2 separate regions of the Zea mays genome follow, and region 1 is linked to region 2. Evidence: chromatin contacts called from public Hi-C data. All regions are on one chromosome and are shown on one strand. Each heading gives the region's core, a stretch centred on a gene start, on an enhancer-like site or on the middle of the called end of the contact. The rest is flanking DNA. Distances are from core to core; before and after follow the strand shown.

Region 1 (5,246 bases), core at 2,238-4,737, 190 kb after region 2:
AGGTTTGATATCACAATCTTATACATATATTCTTGTTAACTGAATCCAATGTTACTTATAACAAAATAAAATATGTAGGATAACCCATGCAAACTTGTAGTGCTGATGATACTACTATACTATTGGAAGTGTGGAACCAATGGAAAGAAATGAGGCATAAGTTGTGTTGGACAACATAATTTTTAGTTTTCTGTATGTGTATAGTGCTCTGCCTCTCTATCAGCTAGATCTTTAGCCATGGTTTTATATTGACTATCTTCTATCTCAAAGTCAAATCCATTTTCAGTGTTCAAATCAATACCACCTTGGACTAAATCAACAAATGAAGTTGGGATTTGTATGAAAGGTTGGGCTAGGTCTACTCATTTGTCTCCAATCTTCTCTAACAAATGTGTTCTCAGTTTTGCATGACTTCTCTAAAGATCTTCTACATTGTTTCCCTTCAACAATTTTACCTATTGAGTCAAAAGGAATGAACTATTTTACCAATGAGCAGAACACATGATTAAATAAAATTGAAGAGACAAAGATGGACTTGATCATACCATTGTAAATTTCATGTAGGTCATCATAATAAGGGAAGGACATGTTCTTCCATTTTTGCAATTTTTCTGGTAGTTCAGACCATAAACCATCAATAGTGGTAGTCATCTTCAGAACATTGTCCCAACCAAATCCACTCTTTGACATGATGGTCTTCACTGCATTGTAATCCTTCTTTAGCCTTTGCTCTCTATCCTTCAATTGTGACACAACAAAATTTGCTGATACAAACTTGTCATTCACACGATGTGCCACACTATTTCAAGCCTCTTTGGACCACCCATTCTATATACGGTGTCTTGGTGAGTTGTACTCTTTGAGGATGCTCACAAAAAAGTTTTATCATGAAATGGAAATGTGCCCTTGGGCTATTTCTAAGTGTTTTGGTGATTAACTGCTCAATACACCACTATAAACTAACAATCTTGGTATGAGCATGAGCACATGTTGTAATCAAGCAAATTGAAGATGTCAAGTCCAAAAGAGCACAAACATGGATCTAATATATGCAAATTTGTGAGATATGGTATAAGTGTGAGAGAAAATCACTTTTTGGACTTGAGGTTGGACATATTGTAAACCCCTGTGAAAAGATGAGAAAAAGTGCTAGGGATCACCTAAAGTCTAGCAAAAAGAAACCAAAGAAGTTTGACACAAAAGAGGAGAAGATGGGCTGGTCTGGCAGCATCGGACAATCCGATGCCGCCCACCAGGTAGTCTGGTGTGGAACAGACAGTCCGACGATTTTACGGCCGAAGAGGCCGCTCTCGACTTCAGCTGGGCCCCTGTGCTATAATTCACCGGACGGTCCGGACAGAGCGCGTGGACAGTCCAGTGTGATGGACATCCAACGGCTATCAACCATGTCAGCAGGCTCCAATGGTCAGGTGGCGCACCAAATAGTCCGGTGCCCCTCACCGGACAGTTCAGTGCTCTAGAAAAGGAAAGCACTGCTGATCGTTGTACTATGCACTGTCCGGTGCACACGCAAACAAGGAAGGCTGAGAGCTTCCAAATGGGCGGAGAGGAGCTCGGCGGGGGAGGCAGGTTAGCGAGGGGGACAGGGGGCTCGTCGGCTTGGAGCTCGCTTGGAGGTGAACTCTGCGGGTGAGGTGAGCTCGCATGGAGGCATCCAAAGACTAGCGGCGGTGGGGGTGAGCTCGACGCTACCACTACCATTTCCAAGACTAGAGGCAGGCTGGGTAAGGAAGGGAGAAGAAAGGAAGGACATATCAGATCTGGTTTTATTTGTTGGCCCTCGCATCTCGGATGGAGAAGACACGACATCGTCGGTGGCGGCGGTACGGTACGAGACGAGCTACGTGGATAAGGAGGGTTTGGGGGGATGGAAAGGAAGGTACATGTTAATAGCGCGCGAGTGGAAAAAGAGCGCGTAATTAGACACCGGACACGCGCGTAATCAAGGATGTATATTCCGTTTTACTGAAAACTTTAGGTTTGAGTACAATATTCAATACTGTAAAAAACAGTAGTTTCAGAGATACCATTGGTATTTAGAACTGTAATTCTTAAGGAGCAGCCAAACACAAAACGCATCTCAAAAAACCATATCATTTCTCAATGCCATAGTTTTACAGTAAAACCATAAAAATAGTCCACTACAAAATAGACCCTAATAATCGATCGATCTTGGAGTTGATATGAGTGTCGTTTGCGCGGTCTAGAGACGTGGAGGCGTAAGTTTACCGTCGCCCGCCCGCCCGGTCTCGATCACCAGGATCAATATCAAAATAGAGTGAGCTAGACGTCGTTCGCACATAATCAAGGACGCACGGTTCCGTTTTACCGAAAACTTTAGGTTCGAGTACAATATTCAATACGGTAAAAACCACAATTTCAGAGATACCATGCTATTTAGAACTGTAGTTTTTAAGGACAAACCAAACACAAACGTACCTAAAAACCATAGCAGTTCTCAATGTCGAAATTTTATAGTAAAACCATAAAAATACTACAGTACAAAATAGGCCCTAATAATGGATCGATCTTGGAGCTGGGAGTGTCGTTTGCCGTGACAGTAGCGGACTAGAGACGGGAGACATAAAAAGAGCGCGTAACTAGACGTCGGACGCGCGTAATCAAGGACACAGGGTTCCGTTTTTCCGAAAACTTTAGGTTCAAGTACAATACTGTAAAAAAAATCGTTGTTTGAGAGATACCATACTATTTAGAACTGTAGTTTTTAAGGAGCAACCAAACACAAAACGTATCTCAAAAACCCATAGCATTTCTCAATGCCATATTTTATCAGTAAAACCATAAAAATACTACACTACAAAACAGACCCTAATAATGGATCGATCTTGTAGTTGAGAGTGGCGTTTGTCGTGACAGTAGCGGTCTAGAGACGGGGAGGCGTAAGTTTACCGCCGCCCGCCCGGGCGGTCTCGATCACCAGGATCGCTATCAAAATAGAGTGAGCTAGCTGATGTGGGAGGCAGGGAACACGGAGTCTCGGCCGACGACGTGTGCGCGGACTACAGGCGCCGCATTTGACGAGGGGGGGGGGGGGGGGGGGTGGGGGAGAGCACCTCGACGGCGACGCCGCGCGCCCATCCTGCGCCTCCGTCCCGGCTGTTTCTCCGTCCAACGAACGTGTTCTTCAGACCCACAGACTACAGTAGCACTACAGGCTACACTGTACTCCACTGTACTAGAGGTGACGAAAGGAAACTGGTCGACGTCCCGCGAGCAAAGCAACCGAGAATGGGTTTTATTTGCCCGTACGCGCCCTGGATGGAATCCGCAAGCAAGATGCTTCGTTCCACACAGGGAGGGGGGGCTCGTCGCGGCCGTCGCCCGTCGGCAATGCGTTCGCGTGAGTCAGTGTGCGTCGTTTCGTAACCACCCCCCTGTTCCAGTTGGATTGACGGCTACTTCTCTTCTTGTAAGGATTTCCGGATCATTATGTAGTTGGATGGATAGTTGTTTACTTTGTATCCCCAGCATGAATGTGCCGCCTCTAGGCCCAGGCCCGTTTAAGTGCATATTATTCATGAACGGGCTGACGGCCCGAATTCTTCGTATCCCCAATTTTAGCAGCTCAAGTTTCTACGCAAACGCAGCAGCCATCGACGACCACCGAGCCTTTTTTTTATTGGCGATTCCTGCCAGGATCCCCTTTTGGGGCACATTTGCTTGACCAACTGATATGTACTATATGATATTTCAGTCATCATCGCAACCATCGACGTAAAATAATGGAGCCACATCTGGTTGTCGTCATTGGGAATTTTCTTATGTTTCATTGTTGTCTCGATCGTACGTATCTCCTTGAGATTGCCGTCTCTTCCCGCTCTCCAACAGCTGGTTTCGCGGGGGTGGGTGACTTGTTAACCACTTCATTCATCGTTCTATACTCCGGTTCCCTGTCGGGGAACGCCCCCTGTTGCCATCTCCACTCTCTCTCTCTCACACACGTATCGTTCGATGATTCTGGTGGATCTAGCGTCTCCAACGTTTTAGTCACATCTGCAGCGAGAAGGGAAGCTGTATCTCTCGGGTACCGACCAGAGGGACATACTTCGAAGCTTGCTAATTAATTCACCCCAAACTGGTTACTGAGGATCTGTCGTCGGCACGTTAATTAGCACTGAATAATTGAATATGTTTACGCGGGTACGCCACACACGAATTTAACTAAATTAATAAGCGCCATGTCACGCGCGTCGTCGAAATTTAGAAATATTAATCGATGGAGGCTGCTCACCTGAGATAGACAGCAACGCCCAAATGTCACGCCTGAATAAGTCTGGATATTGGTTATTAGCTCGTCTTGTTTGGTTGCGAGCGAGGAGACATGTTTGAGTGCATTCACCGCATTCATTTGAAGTTTGCTTTTGCAAAACCTGCAGCAATAAAGCAGTAGACCTAAATTCAAAGATACGGAAAAAAAACAAAAAAAAAACGTTATAGATGAATTGAGGAATACGAGACACTTTGGATTCCCTGACCCATATATCTCTATATGGGGCCTTTGCCGAGTGCCGAAGTCTTTGTCAAGTGTTTTTTATCGGACACTCGGCAAAGACTATTTGCCGAGTGCCACCCTCGGCAAAGTCCTGCGCTCGGTAACGAGACAGTTTACCGAGTGCAGGACACTCGGTACAGCGAAGCGCTCGTGTGGGGGACAGATATCCACCGGGTCCACTAGAAGGATAAAAGACCTCACGAGAGGCCCAAAGACCCCTTAATTCATAAGGTCATCCCCCTCGTGGGCCTGGGAGGAACGAACAGTGAGACAAATCAGCACAAGGTCTGATCGGTACAAGCCCAGACGGCCCAACAACATCCGAGCAGTAATTGCAGCAGTGACCCGACCTTCCCGCACAGGAGCCCCGTACGTCGGAACTGGGCGAGGATGAGTCGGCTGAATTATAGGAAGATAGACTCAGTTAGTTCACTACTATTCCGGCTCACGTTGTTATCATATCCACATGTAATGTCCCACGATCGAGTATATAAGGCCTAGGGGGCACCCCTTCAAGACGATCGATCGAGAGAGACATCAATCATCACTTAGCCATCCACCCCGCTCTCTACGTTTTCCGGCACTAGAGAGCTCCCTTGTAACCCACCACATAAGGCATTCCAGCTAGGACGTAGGGTGTTACGCATCTCAAAGCGGCCCGAACCTGTACACAACTGTCCACTATCTCTCGTGCATTTAGCACGAACCATCG
Region 2 (5,144 bases), core at 1,539-4,038:
TGGTCAGGGCAAAACAAAAACAAAAAGGGGGGGAGGAGGCGGGGTGGTTACCTGTGACACACAAGATGACACCGCCAAGCGAAACCCACCCTTCCTTCCCGTTCCGTTTGAAGTACTGCACGATGTACCACGGGTTGAAGGCCCGCAGCACGCCGACGTCGTGGACGACGAGGTTGTAGAGCCCGATGCCGGCGATGAGGACGAACCACACCGAGATGACCGGGGCGAAGGTGTAGCCAACCTTGTCGGTGCCGAAGCGCTGGACGGAGAAGAGCAGGAAGAGAATCGCCACGGAGATCCAGACCACTTGCGCTGCAGCAAATTAAAAATAGTCATATATGCAGTTGGTCATGCATTGACCATGCCAGCAGGCGCTAGCTCTTCGATTATATTCCACGTACTCTGAGTCAGGTTTGGCGCCTTCTCCTTGATCCCGCTCACCGCAGACAGCACTGCAGAACACCCACATCCATGAACAAAGGACACATTAGTTAGATAGTTAGTTAGTTACTCCATGCCAGTAACTAGCTAGCTAGATGTTTCCGTTATTACCAGATATTGACGGCGTAAGGGTGCCGTCGCCCATGACCATGGACGTGCCGAGGATCGTGAGGGTGAAGAGCAGGATCTTGGCTGCCCTGCTGGACTCGAGCTTCTGCTTGAACCACTGCGCCCTCTTCAGCTGCGAGGTCGGCGCTTCGATGCTGTAGTTGGACACCATGGCGTCCTCCGCCTGCTGGTTGGGGATCAGCCTGATCTTGGCGTACCGCGAGATGAGCGAGTAGAGCGCGAACGTGCCGCCTAGGGGAGAGAGAGAGAGAGAGAGAAAAGCAGCAGATCGATCAGTGCTCGTGTCGTTGATCAGTAAATAAATACAAAGAAATATACTCTGCTCACCGTCTCCGTTGTCGTTGGCGTAGAGCACGACGAAGACGTACTTGAGCATGGGGATGATGATGAGGGTGTAGATGATGAGCGACAGCACGCCCAGCAGGTCGTCGTTGTACTTGATGCCGTCGGGGAAGGTGCTGGAGTAGACGTAGAGCGGCGACGTCCCGATGTCGCCGTAGATGATGCCCACGCTCTGGAAGGCCAGGTGCAGCGTCCGGGCCCAGCTGCCCTCGGACCCGTGGTACTTGCCGCCGGACACCTTCTCCGCGTCGCCGAAGAGCGAGTCGTGGCGCTTCAGGCTGAGCCGGTTGGCCGACTCGCCGCCGCCGCCTGCTCCTCCAGCTGGGTTGTCCACCTCCAGCGACATTATCGCCCGCCTCGGTTGGGTGGGTATCCCTCTCCCCAAGTACGTCCCAACGCCTTGGAACGACGGATCGAGTAGTCTGTCTGCTCTCTCCGGAGAGTCCCCACGCGCCCTAATCAATCAAGCCGCGCCAGCTGATTCCCAAGGCTGTTTGGTGGCGTGACTGCTGATCCCTGTGACAGCGAAGCAACGACTTTGTTTTACATTCACATTTCACAACAACATCCTTCTTTGGGTGTAGTTAAATCAGCAGCACAACTGTGCGAAACAAGTTCTTTGGGTAGTACTATCGATCTGACTGACAGTCGGGATTTTGTCACGTTGCCAGTGAATAATCCGCGTGGTGATGGTGTCATTAATACTTGGCGAAATGCTACGGCATGTATCAATTCTACAACCACAATTGCCTGGATCCAGAAAAGAAACCACCCGCAAATTATTAACTGGCAGCGCGTGGAGTGAGAGAAACAGCAGCGCTATGTGGTCTGGTCAACGCACTAGTGGGCTCCAGACGTCAGTCACAGGGAGGCGACTCCAAACAAAACACAGTGAAGGCGACGGCGTGATGGAGCGGCCGAGAGCTGGAATCAGCCGCCGCCCACCACCCCCCATTTCATCCTCCAAAAAAAACTGTGACGTCATACAAAATTTCCCCTGACCTGTTATTATTATTATTAATTAGTAATTAAAGTACTATCTCAGCTAATCAGCTGTGCACACCAACCCATCTGACAAGAAATTTGAGCTGCACGATCCGGAAGCTGAGTTGTTAATGTATATTTCCCACGGATCGCCTCGGGTCGTGTACACTGTACACCGACCCTCGCTCGGTGCCAAAAGGCAAATACGATATAGTACATAATAAACTAACTAAACAAGATTAGTTTAAGGGGTAATCAGGCCGTAAACGGACGCCATTGGAGGTACCCTTGACCTCGATGCTACGACCTTCAACGCTCTTGCTGACACGTGGGCATCATGAGCGCTCAGGGCGAGCATCAACCTCCTCTTCTTCTTTTTTACCCGCTGCTGCTACTAGCGACTGACAGAGATTTTTGGCGGAGAGGGTGTAAACGAAGGCCAGGGAGCCATTCAATTTCCACACGCAATCTCTTGGTGCACGATCTTTTATTTTTTTCTTCTCTTGTTTCTGGATAGATGATCTGAACTGCATATCGAGATGGAGACTGTGGGAAAGGCTAGGAAGAGGTCCCTTGCGTACGACTGCAACTTCCAAACAGGCTTGTGCGTGCCCGGGGGGGGGGGGGGGGGGGGGGGGATTACTGTACTGACGCAGGGAACAACAAAATGACAGCAAGACGAACAAACAAAGAAGGGTTTCTTTCCTTACCTATGTAGCCAGGGAATGCTTTGCTAGCTGACGAAGAGGACGACGCCGCCGAGGTGGTGCAGGGTTCAGCAGCAGCAGCAGGCGACCGTCCGCCCTGGCTGGCCGGCGACCTTGTTGGTCGTCCGCCGAGGCGAGGCTGTGACGAAAGGAGGCAGAGCAGAGCAGGGGGACGCTAGTTAGCTGTGACACGAAGCCCTCCTGCCGCCGAGGGAGGAGTCGGCCTTAAATAGAGGAGCACGCACGCAAAGAGACGACGAGCGGAAGATAGAGAGAGAGAGAGAGTGGCGAGCGCAGCGCAGGGGCGTCCCGTGGAAAGAGAGAGACAGAGAAGGGGGGGGGGGGGGGGGGGAACAACCGTAGAAAACGTGAATAATGCAGCGGCGCGGTGTATGTGTATTATTGGACGCGGTGGCGGTATGCAGAAAAAAAGGAGCGAGTTGCAGGCAGGCCTGCTGCAGCCATCAGGGGAGCGGCTTCCTACTAGTCTTCCGCCGCACCCGTCGTAGACTTTACCAGCTGTTTAGATTTCGTCGTCTAATGTTCTAATTCTAAACTACAAAATAAATCTAAAATTAATTTTAAACTTTAGCTCACCTTAATATCAGCGCAGCCGCTGCGGTGCTTTGTACTGGATGTGCTCTGATCGAGTTTTGAGGGCCGGGCCAGTAAAATCTAAGGCCCTGTACAAAATTCCGGAATATCAATCTATAAACTAGAACTACACTAATATAGGCTATGATAATATGATAAAAATATTATATTAAGAATTGTGTCTAGCTGTCTATTCAATTTTATATTGTATAATTTTACTTGGATAGTATTATTCCTTAAAATGAAATCTTGAACGACATTTACGTTTAAATGGAGATGTAGTCGTGATCAAAGACAAAGATACCACACAAACAACTGATTTAACTCATGAGAAGAAGATTTGCTTAAAGATTAGTTGATTTATTTTCCTTACTGAGCTAATTACTGAACTGTGTACTGATTAAACTATTGGTGACTATTATTTTAGGGGCCTTGAAGGATTGGGGCCCTGTTCGTGAGCACGGGCCGCACATGCCTCCGCGCGGGCCTATTCCGTGTCATAAAGAACTCAGAAGGGGAGTAGCATAGCATCTGGTTCACCATGGGACAAAACACATATCACATATGGCCCTTGTTGCCCTCCGGCGGCAGACAACTAATTGCCTGATTTGCCATTTTCTATATTTGCATTGTCCCAGCTAGTCCCAGTCCACCCAAAAGGATACCGTACACTTCATCTGTATCAGGTTGTGGTGATAAATAGATAACGACAAAATCCAGCACTAGGATATTCAAGGGTTCCTTTCCATGGGAATTTCTTTTTTTTTAATATCCTTGGGGATCTTTTTTTTTTGAAGTCATGTTTTAAAAATGACCCCACCTATGTTTTATGTTTGTTTCTAGTCCTTTTGTACAAAATCATACCGCCACACCATATGTGCATTGCCACAATAATGTGTTTCACCGCGAAGAGCGTTTTTTTTTGGGGGGGGGGGGGGGGGGGGGGGGGGAGTCTACTGCATATGTTCCTCCTAGACTACTTGCCAAACCACTTTTTGAGGCCGGAGCGGCAGCTATATCTGCCATGCCACCCATTATATCAATACTTAACCTTGGAAAATTATTATTTATAAGACACAGCTGATTTATATAAAAGTTGTAGGCCTTGCTGAGACCTACATAAGGATGGTAATGGATCACAAATTCAAATGTTTATTCACGATCCTTTTGAGCCCATAAACAATTTTAGTTCAAAAAGGAATATAGATAGAGTCGAATCCCAATAGAATCAGCAATAATTAAACACTAGGATACGTTTGAAATCAGCAATAGAGATGTATTTTTATCACTCTCAAAATGAACTACGATAGTATATACAATCGAATTTATATACTATGTAGTAGTGGTCAGTGTCTTAATATGTCTCTTGACATCCTGAAAGGTTAGGCACACTGTGTGCACTACACATATACTACTTGTTTAATCGACTTCCCAAGATCATGCACGCGCCAGGCGCCGGCTACGGTTTTCATTGTTGGCACCAATATTTTGTTTTGTCAAGGGGGTTACACATAATATTTTATCAATGCCATCTTATTTTGTAGGGGTGTAAACGGTATGGATATTATCTAAGCATCCGACCGTCCGAAGAGGCCAATTGTCCGGTCGGATAGATTTTTTTTCGATATCCGCAGCATATTCGGATTTTCAGATTTAGATTCGGATAATTTAGTTCGGAAATCGAATACGAATATGAGATGGTTGATATCCGTAAGATTTCAGATATCCGGATATATTTTCAAATATCTCTTCTCGGATCTTTTCGGGTGTATCTTTTTGATAGCCGTGTGCATTTTGATGATTATCCGAAGAAAAATAATAATAAGCAAATAGCATCAGAAATTCATGAAATTTTACGTAGGCGCAACATATGTCCATATATAATCCTAAAAATGTTTAAACCATAAAATCTATAATATGCCATATTTTTTCTATTTCATTTTAACT

What was found. Hi-C and Micro-C count contacts between places; a contact is called where the count stands out from the background.
Region 1: a contact with region 2 is called in a Hi-C map of tassel, with 5 times the contacts expected there. The contact joins the enhancer-like site here to the promoter of LOC100502520 in region 2. A contact is called at or near these places in 9 of 25 Hi-C or Micro-C datasets (bundle sheath, ear, endosperm and 2 more).

Annotation. Positions count from the first base shown.
Region 1 is chr2:64,120,489-64,125,734 of Zm-B73-REFERENCE-NAM-5.0, forward strand. No RefSeq gene overlaps it. Among protein-coding and RNA genes, the nearest start is that of LOC100284094, 67 kb to the right of the region's middle. Within about 2 kb of position 3,488, at least 17 of the 20 cell types and tissues checked have an H3K27ac peak or open chromatin away from gene starts, as enhancers often do. A contact at or near this core is called in bundle sheath, ear, leaf and 1 more, where this site is marked.
Region 2 is chr2:63,929,533-63,934,676 of Zm-B73-REFERENCE-NAM-5.0, forward strand. LOC100502520 (potassium high-affinity transporter) reads right to left here and starts at 2,789. Exons shown (of 9, transcript NM_001357849.1): 1 at 2,607-2,789; 2 at 898-1,428; 3 at 553-801; 4 at 402-452; 5 at 52-312. The coding sequence starts at 1,258.